Regions from separate parts of the Danio rerio genome. Here region 1 is linked to region 2. Evidence: chromatin contacts called from public Hi-C data. All regions are on one chromosome and are shown on one strand. The core of a region is the stretch at or near the end of the contact, and the rest is flanking DNA. Distances in the headings are between cores, read along the strand shown.

Region 1 (3,804 bases), core at 862-3,361, 58 kb after region 2:
CTTTCACACGGCAAAGTTTCTAAACTCTCCTCACATTGGTCAGAGTTTCAGGGTTTATTTTGCAGAGTCCAGCTCAGCTGTCATGCATCCTTATTGTAATGTATGATGATGAGCAAGACATAAGCGAAAATGTGCGCTTTAATTTTAAATGGTGACACCCACAGACGTCGTCACTGAATATAGAGCAGAGGTAAGGCTTTCTCATACATAGCAGTTGGCTTATGCATTATAGGCTTTACTTTATAAAGAGAAATAACAGATAAACCAAGACTGCTGTTCAGTCAATTTTCCTAACGGATAAACAGCCCTCATTAATAGTTCAGCATGCTTTCACTTTCGTATTTTACACGAAATGCACAATTACTAGTAGGAATGACATCCCGCTCTTCTTATCATTCTCTCTTCATTAAGCTGTATATGCCTATTACATATCCATAATACAATATGAAATAGCCGGACTCAGATTGTATCGTTTTCTCACTACAATCGATCCGCTTCGTTTCAATCGAACCAAGACTACCTCATTCAGAAGATCTGAGCAATTGTTTTGGTGTGGAACCGAGCGTGATTGTTGGATTCACATATGCCAAATGAACGGCGCTAACTGGGCAAACAAGACAGGTTCCAAAACAAAAGTCTAGGTGTGAAAGCACCCTTAATCTCTGCCTCAGCAGCGTCAGATAAACAGCACAGTGACAGGCATGAATGAAGCAGATCTCACGTAACGTTTGTGAGAAATACTACAGTAAGAACTCTCTCAATGATTATTTATTGTATTTGTTGAGGAGTTTATTCAAACCTATCGATGAGTCACACACAATGTCGTAACAGTTCAAGCACACATACACACACACACAGCGGGGACACACACAGCACACGCGTTAAACTTTGCACTGTTTTTGCATGACAAATATGACTAACTAAAAATTAATATCCTCGGCTGTATGAATATCTGTTATGTTAATGTATAAAATAAACCTGATTTAACGTCCACAAATCGGGATTGAAGCATCTTCATTTATAATTATACTAACATACAGCTGTGGTGATAAAGCTGTAGTAAATTGCTGTAATTCATTAACATGCACGGTTTAAAAAATGTTTTAAACTTGTAAAACTCATTCTTGATCACATTTAATGATGACTGATGATCACAGAGAGCTTAACAGATCTTTTAATCCCAGTTGCTTTGCGCACGTCCTGTCTTGTGGATATGATGTGCGTTACTACGAAACATGTTAATATGTGTGTGTCAATCAATTCAGTGGGTGGGGAAACCGCACTCCTACATCACGATGTTGTGAGCATCAAGATAGAAAGGGATTTGAATCCTATTTTAACGTCAGGAAATTTTAAAAAGGCATTCCTATGACTGTGGACACACTATACCTACACACAGTTCTGTCCAAACAGCTGACAAAAGAGGATTTTCATCATTGGTGCCCTTTGAAATATTAAAAACCCAAGGACAATCTTTGTAATTTAAACAACTAAAAATGACTCTCAGCAGATAGTCATGTTTTTTAATAACCCTATCACTGCAAACGTATTTATTTTCCTTCTAAGCAAACTGTTATTATAGTAGGGCCCTAAATCTGAACAGACAAGGCAATGAAAGTTGTTGTGTTTTTTTTCCGATGCTGTTGAAAGCCTTGAGGGAGCTGTGGTATTGAACAGACATGTGCACCCACTACATAACATGTTTACCCTCCTCATTTACACCTGTCAAAAAGGGAATCAATACTCTCACACTACAAGCATGGTGCAAAAAAGCCGTTTTCCTCTGTATCAGAACAGTTGCACTAAGCCACACAGGATAGAATGAGGAGTCAAAAAGGAGAAGATGTCAAAAAGGGGTGTGACAGAGGTAGTGAGGTAAGATCAACACATGCACACTTAGCAGAGAAGAGTGTTTTCAATTCCTGTGGTTGGCGTTCGGCTGTGCATGCAGCACTCTGATACGCAGAGAATGGGGATGGTGAGGGATCTCAAGCTTTCTTCCAAGAATTTGTGTTTTTCTTGAGGTTTCTCCCCCCTCCCCCTTATAGTGTTGTGATAAAGGAAAGGCAGTTAGCTGACTTCCTTCTGCTCAGCTGCATAAAATCAGCAGGTGGCAGGCTGCAGCTCAGGACATCAAGCGTCTGAGTAATGGCTTCCTCACTTCAGCAGCCCCCAGTGCTGCAGAGACCCCCAAGCAGAAAACATGTTGTTGCCAATTAATTGTCCTTTTCAATGTATTCTAGTGGTGTCACCATCTCATGAAGATTGCAGCTGCTCAGACAAAATCAGAAGAACTTAATTTTAAAAAGTATGCAAAATCTTTTTTTGAATGTGTCTGATTTGTCATTCATTCTTGTAATGCACCAATTTTAAAATTCTGGTTAAAGTTACAATATTATAATAATAATTATTATAATTGTATAAATCACATTTATTGTGCTGTTACTTTTAATTATTTTCCAATATATCAAATTTTATTATGAAAATCAGACTGATTATGAAATTCAAAACTGTTGTTTTGACCCTATTTAATGTGGCATGACAGACAGACCATGTGATTGTAGTGTAATGTAAATGTAATGTGTATTTATATAGTACATTGATTGGCCATACACCTAAAGCGCTTCACAATCAAGAGGGGGGTTTCTCCACACCACCACCAGTGTGCAGCATCCACCTAGATAATGTGATGGCAGCCAGTGCGCTCACCACACACCAGCTACTGGTGGAGTGGAGAAACAGTTACAGAGCCAATTCAGTAGATGGGGATGATTGGGAGGCCATGATGGGGGCCGATGGAGGGAATTTGGCCAGGACACAGAGGTTACACCCCTACTCTTTACAAAATAGGGCTATGGGATATTTAATAAACACAGAGAGACAGGACCTTGGTTTAACGTTTCATCCAAAAGACGATAATTGTATAATTTCTTCTTTACAAATAGTTGAAAAAAAATTATCAAATCAAATCGCAAAACATTTAAAAGAAATATTAAAATTTTCTGAAATGCATCATGTCTTGTGTAATCACTTGAAATTAGTTTTTCAGTCATAGAAATATGGCAATGAAACGTGATTTCATTCAAGGCTGCATTAAACGCAGGAAAACCAGAAAGAAGCTATTTGCAAAATGTCTGCAGATAGTTTATTTAAAATATTAGTTTTGTTTTTATTATTTAATGTATGTTTCAATAAACTGCTTGCAGCCACAAAGCAAGGCATTGATTTGCTGAGGTGGCAAAATGTCTTCTGTAATATAGCGTAATGTCAACATCAGGATCTCCAGTTTCTATACATTGTATTGAGTGCTGGTGATGCATCGTGAACCTGATTTTTTCACTTTTTTTTTTTTTTTTTTTTTTTTGACCAAAAATGTTTGATCGGGCTCATGTTAGGTGAATTTGGAGGCCAATGCATTGACATAAATTCATCAACATGTTCTATTCTTCATGATTCTGGCAGCCTGGGTTGGTGAATCGTTTGTTGCAATTTTTGGGTCCACTGGCTCCACAACAGGCACCTGGCATGTGTCAGGGATTGTGTTGTTGAGATATAGGCATAGTAAGTCCCAAGAAATGATTACCCACAGCATAAAACCACTGCCGTGTTTCCCAGCAGTGTATCCAGGAGCCATCCGCTCTGTTTTTAATCTTCATATAGCCATCAAAGTGATGTCCAAGGAATCTTGATTCATCAGACCGGGCCACTTTCTTCCAAGTAGTCCAGCCTTTGTGAACCTGGGCCCATTTTATGCATTTTTGGCAATGGTTTTCATGCATGTTTACCATGAGGACAAAACTGGGT
Region 2 (3,786 bases), core at 986-3,485:
AAGCCAGTCAAAAAAAGAAAGAAAAAAAACACAATGCAAAATTGCTCTAGCCATCAACCAACGATGGCACACCGGCCTCTAAACCTTTCAGTTTAGCGTGTTCTTAATCCCCCAACACGAGTGTAATTTATTTCATTATTTATCAGCTTATTGCACTATTCATTAGTTGTGTCTTTATTTAAGCAGGGATTTGTGAACGTATGTACTCATTTATTTATTTATTGTTTTATTTATGCAGGGATTTATGAATAGATTCGTTGATTTTCTTTTTCGGTTTAGTCCCTTTATTAATCAGGGGTGGCCACAGCGGAATGAACTGCCAACTCATCCAGCATAAGTTTTACGCAGTGAATGCCCTTGCAGCTGCAAGGCATCACTGGGGAAAAAAAAACATACACACTCATTTGCACACATACACTATGGCCAATATTAGCTTACCCAGTTGATCAAAAGCGCATGTTTTGGACTTGTGGTGAAAACCTAGGCGAGCATGGGGGGAAAATGTAAACGCCACACAGAAATACAAAGTGAGCCTGTATAGATTTGCTTATTTATCCCTTTCTTTAAGTGTCTTTTCTTATTGTTCTTTATCGTCTTTGCAGGTGTGGTCCACCTTCGCTTGTAGTCAAGGACGAGAAAAGGTAAAAATGTAAAAACAAATAAAACGTGGCCCCGAGCTCCACCGGCTGCATTTGGATCCGAAACTTGGGCCGAATCTTGATTGCCAATTGATATCACGTGTTTTGGGTCACTTTGGATGAGCTTGAATTTGAACAGCCGCAGCCGAGCCCGGGGACCGTAATTGAGCAGCTGCACGGAATTGTATTTATACGTGCGATAGGAGCGCTGTTTCTCATCGACGGTAGGCCACATTTTCAACCGTCGCCTAGACTGCAAAGGTAGACGCCACCCAGCTCTTCCAGCAACGTGCTGTCATTTTTGCTTGTTTAAATTTTAATTTTATTGCATTTGTAGCCGTTTTTAAGGGCGAAGTGTGCTTCCCACAATGCATTGCGGCAACGAACGACCAATCAAGGGGATTGCTGGGTTCCAGAGCTGTCTTTTCCGCCTTCTGTGTGTAAATCATGTCGAGAACGCCAAACAATACCATGTACTAGGACGTGGGAGTGCGAGGCGCGCCTGGGGGACACGTAAAGGGCCGTGGACTGGTACAACTCGCCCAAACTCACCCTCCGTTGGCCGTTTGATTGACAGACGATCCGGCCCATCCGGCCGCTACGCTTTGACCACGCCCCGAGGACCGTGAACAGAGACCCAGGCATGCAAACGATTAATCCGCCCTCTTACAGTTTCGTAGATCCGTCACTTTTTGTCTTGCTTGATATTCCGGCTTTTTGTGCTTTGAATTATGCGTTGTGGTATCGGTATATGGAGTGACTTTATTCTTCAATGCGGAAGTTGTCTTGTTTTTAGCAGTGGCGCCCCCAGAAAATTGTCTTAGGGGTGGCCAGAAGAGGCCGCACCAAATCTTGGGGTGGCACACAAAAAAAATTATGAATTCAGTGTAATGTTATATTTTTGTTTTTGGTAAATGTAATAATGTAGTTTTTTTTTCATTTAATTAACTCTTCTTGAAATATTGCTATTTATTCCTTGAAGTAATTCAGGAAGTACATGTGCAAATGTATTTGGGTACAAACCAAATAAAAATCTGTTTAGTTTAAAAACACTTTTCATATATATATATATATATATATATATATATATATATATATATATATATATATACTGTATAAATAACTTTTTACATGCTTGTATTGTTCATCATACGGTATATGCCATGTCTAAAATTAATGAAGATTAATGAGTTTATTATTCCCAGAGATGGGTTGCAGCTGGAAGGGCATCCACTGTGTAAAAATGTGCTAGATAAATTGGCGGTTTATTCCACTGTGGCGACCCTGGATTAATAAAGGGACTAAGCCGAAAAGAAAATGAATAAACTTCATCGCGCAGCACGTACTATTTTAATATTACGTCGTCGCGAAATTCAAAAGCAAAACCGTAAAATTTGTGAATTCAAAAGCCTATGGTGTTCATTATGCTCGGGAATGAGCATTATAACTGTAAATTGTAACTGCTTCATTCAAGAGGATTTGTATAAAAAAAACAAAAAATAAAAAAAAACACTCGACTCTGGGAGTCGATTCCTGTCTTGGAGTCGATTCCGGTAGTGGGTCCATTGAGAGTCGAGGAATCGACTTCCCTAGATTTGTCCAAGGAGTCAGATTTCGATACAACACTGCCCGCCCTTTCCATCGTTTGCTTCAGTTGACAGTTAGCTTAAAATCAGCCCAAATTATCGGAAATGGCCAGCGATAATACATCTTGGAAAACAACAGTTATAATCAGCTCCTCTTCGCAGGTTCATTTTCAATAATATTGTTAATCATTACTGAATGTATGGCTTGCCGTACATCCCATTTAAGGGATTTACTCAAATGTTGACCGATTTATCCATGATGTATTTAAATGTTTTATTCTATTTCGTAATGTCTTTACAGTGTGATGAGGCTTCACGGCTGCTTTTAGCACAGCAGCACAGGATTCGCCGATCAGATAGCATTCTGGACTCTTCCTTCGTTTTCCCCTTGTCAGGTAACTTGTAAAGGCGTTATATTTTTTTCAACTAATTTGGTCCCTTTTTAGACGGTGTTTTCTGCATTTTCATCCCGCTTATAAAAACTGTTCATCCCAGTAACAGTTTAATCGTGTTTTAAAGTACGTTTAAAACCGCCTGACCGCCATTTATCTCCTGATTATCATAATAATAGTCTAGTAGTGCCTGTCTTCTCTTATATCAGCAGAGGGCGCAACGAACTGCGCCGTAACTAAAAACTGAACCCGAAGGAGAGAACATCATCATCTTCAAAAAAGCGTTACTCGTGTTTTAAAGAAGTCTATCACCAATTACTTATGATAAAATAAATTATTACTACTGCTATGTACGGGTTATGACTGAAACAGGGTGTCAATTCATGTTCATAAAACTTTCTTTGGTCAGTAAAGTAACTCCCACATACACATGGGGACTTAGGCTTTGCTAGGGCAGTTTTTTTAAATACATTAAAGTACTCTGCTCTTGGCTGAATAGCTATAAAACTCAATCATGTTTATCATTGTTTAATTTATAAAGTAAAAATTATATACATCAGTGTTATTGATTGTATTTATAGATATATTTTACTGAATCTCATACCAAAACCGTCACCCTAAAACCGAACTAATCTGTGAGAAGTCTGTGTAGTTAAGGACATCAAACTGCCCTTTATTTTACCTAACTGCAGTCAAATGTACATTTACTTATATTTTGCTGTTTGACAAAAATGCAGACTGTGTTGGCCCAATGTCAATTGCCTACAGATCTCTATTTTGACAGGCTAGGGATCCACTGAGAACTTCAGGTGGCTTCTGGTGGACAACAGTACTGAGAACAGAAACATTGCATCAAAGGGTCTTTTGAGTTTGTTAGAAAACAAAAGTCGATTAGCAAAATGGACAGTAGGACAGGGGTTTAAAATACAGTGGACCCTCATTACATTTTCTTGACTTTTTTATTGCGCAGGTACAGCTTTCTTGCTTGTGACACCTGAAGAGTTTCCAGCTAAGCTTGAAAATGTAGAACCATTTGAGAGAATGGAAAGATTTGTGCAGATCCACAGAAACAGTTTTCTTCTGCTTCAAGCCCCAGTTTACGGAAAAAAAGAGTGGGAGATTATATCACTGGTGCAGAACAGGTACATGAGATGAAAAACACAAATGCAA

Evidence for each region. Hi-C and Micro-C count contacts between places; a contact is called where the count stands out from the background.
Region 1: a contact with region 2 is called in a Hi-C map of embryo, with 2.2 times the contacts expected there. The contact joins the enhancer-like site here to the promoter of gb:ex154042 in region 2. A contact is called at or near these places in 6 of 18 Hi-C or Micro-C datasets (caudal fin, embryo, gastrula embryo and 2 more) and 1 of 4 datasets of contacts at active chromatin or transcription factors (caudal fin).

The regions. Positions count from the first base shown.
Region 1 is chr6:31,528,335-31,532,138 of GRCz12tu, forward strand. All of the region lies in intron 5 of gb:ex154042 (expressed sequence EX154042), which reads left to right. All of the region lies in intron 18 of evi5b (ecotropic viral integration site 5b), which reads right to left. Among named protein-coding and RNA genes, the nearest start is that of gfi1ab, 19 kb to the left of the region's middle. Within about 2 kb of position 2,112, at least 4 of the 62 cell types and tissues checked have an H3K27ac peak or open chromatin away from gene starts, as enhancers often do.
Region 2 is chr6:31,469,885-31,473,670 of GRCz12tu, forward strand. It overlaps gb:ex154042 (expressed sequence EX154042), which reads left to right and starts at 2,236. Exons shown (of 6, transcript XM_073954182.1): 1 at 2,236-2,386; 2 at 2,526-2,619; 3 at 3,587-3,758. The coding sequence starts at 2,330. It also overlaps a transcript of glmnb not described here.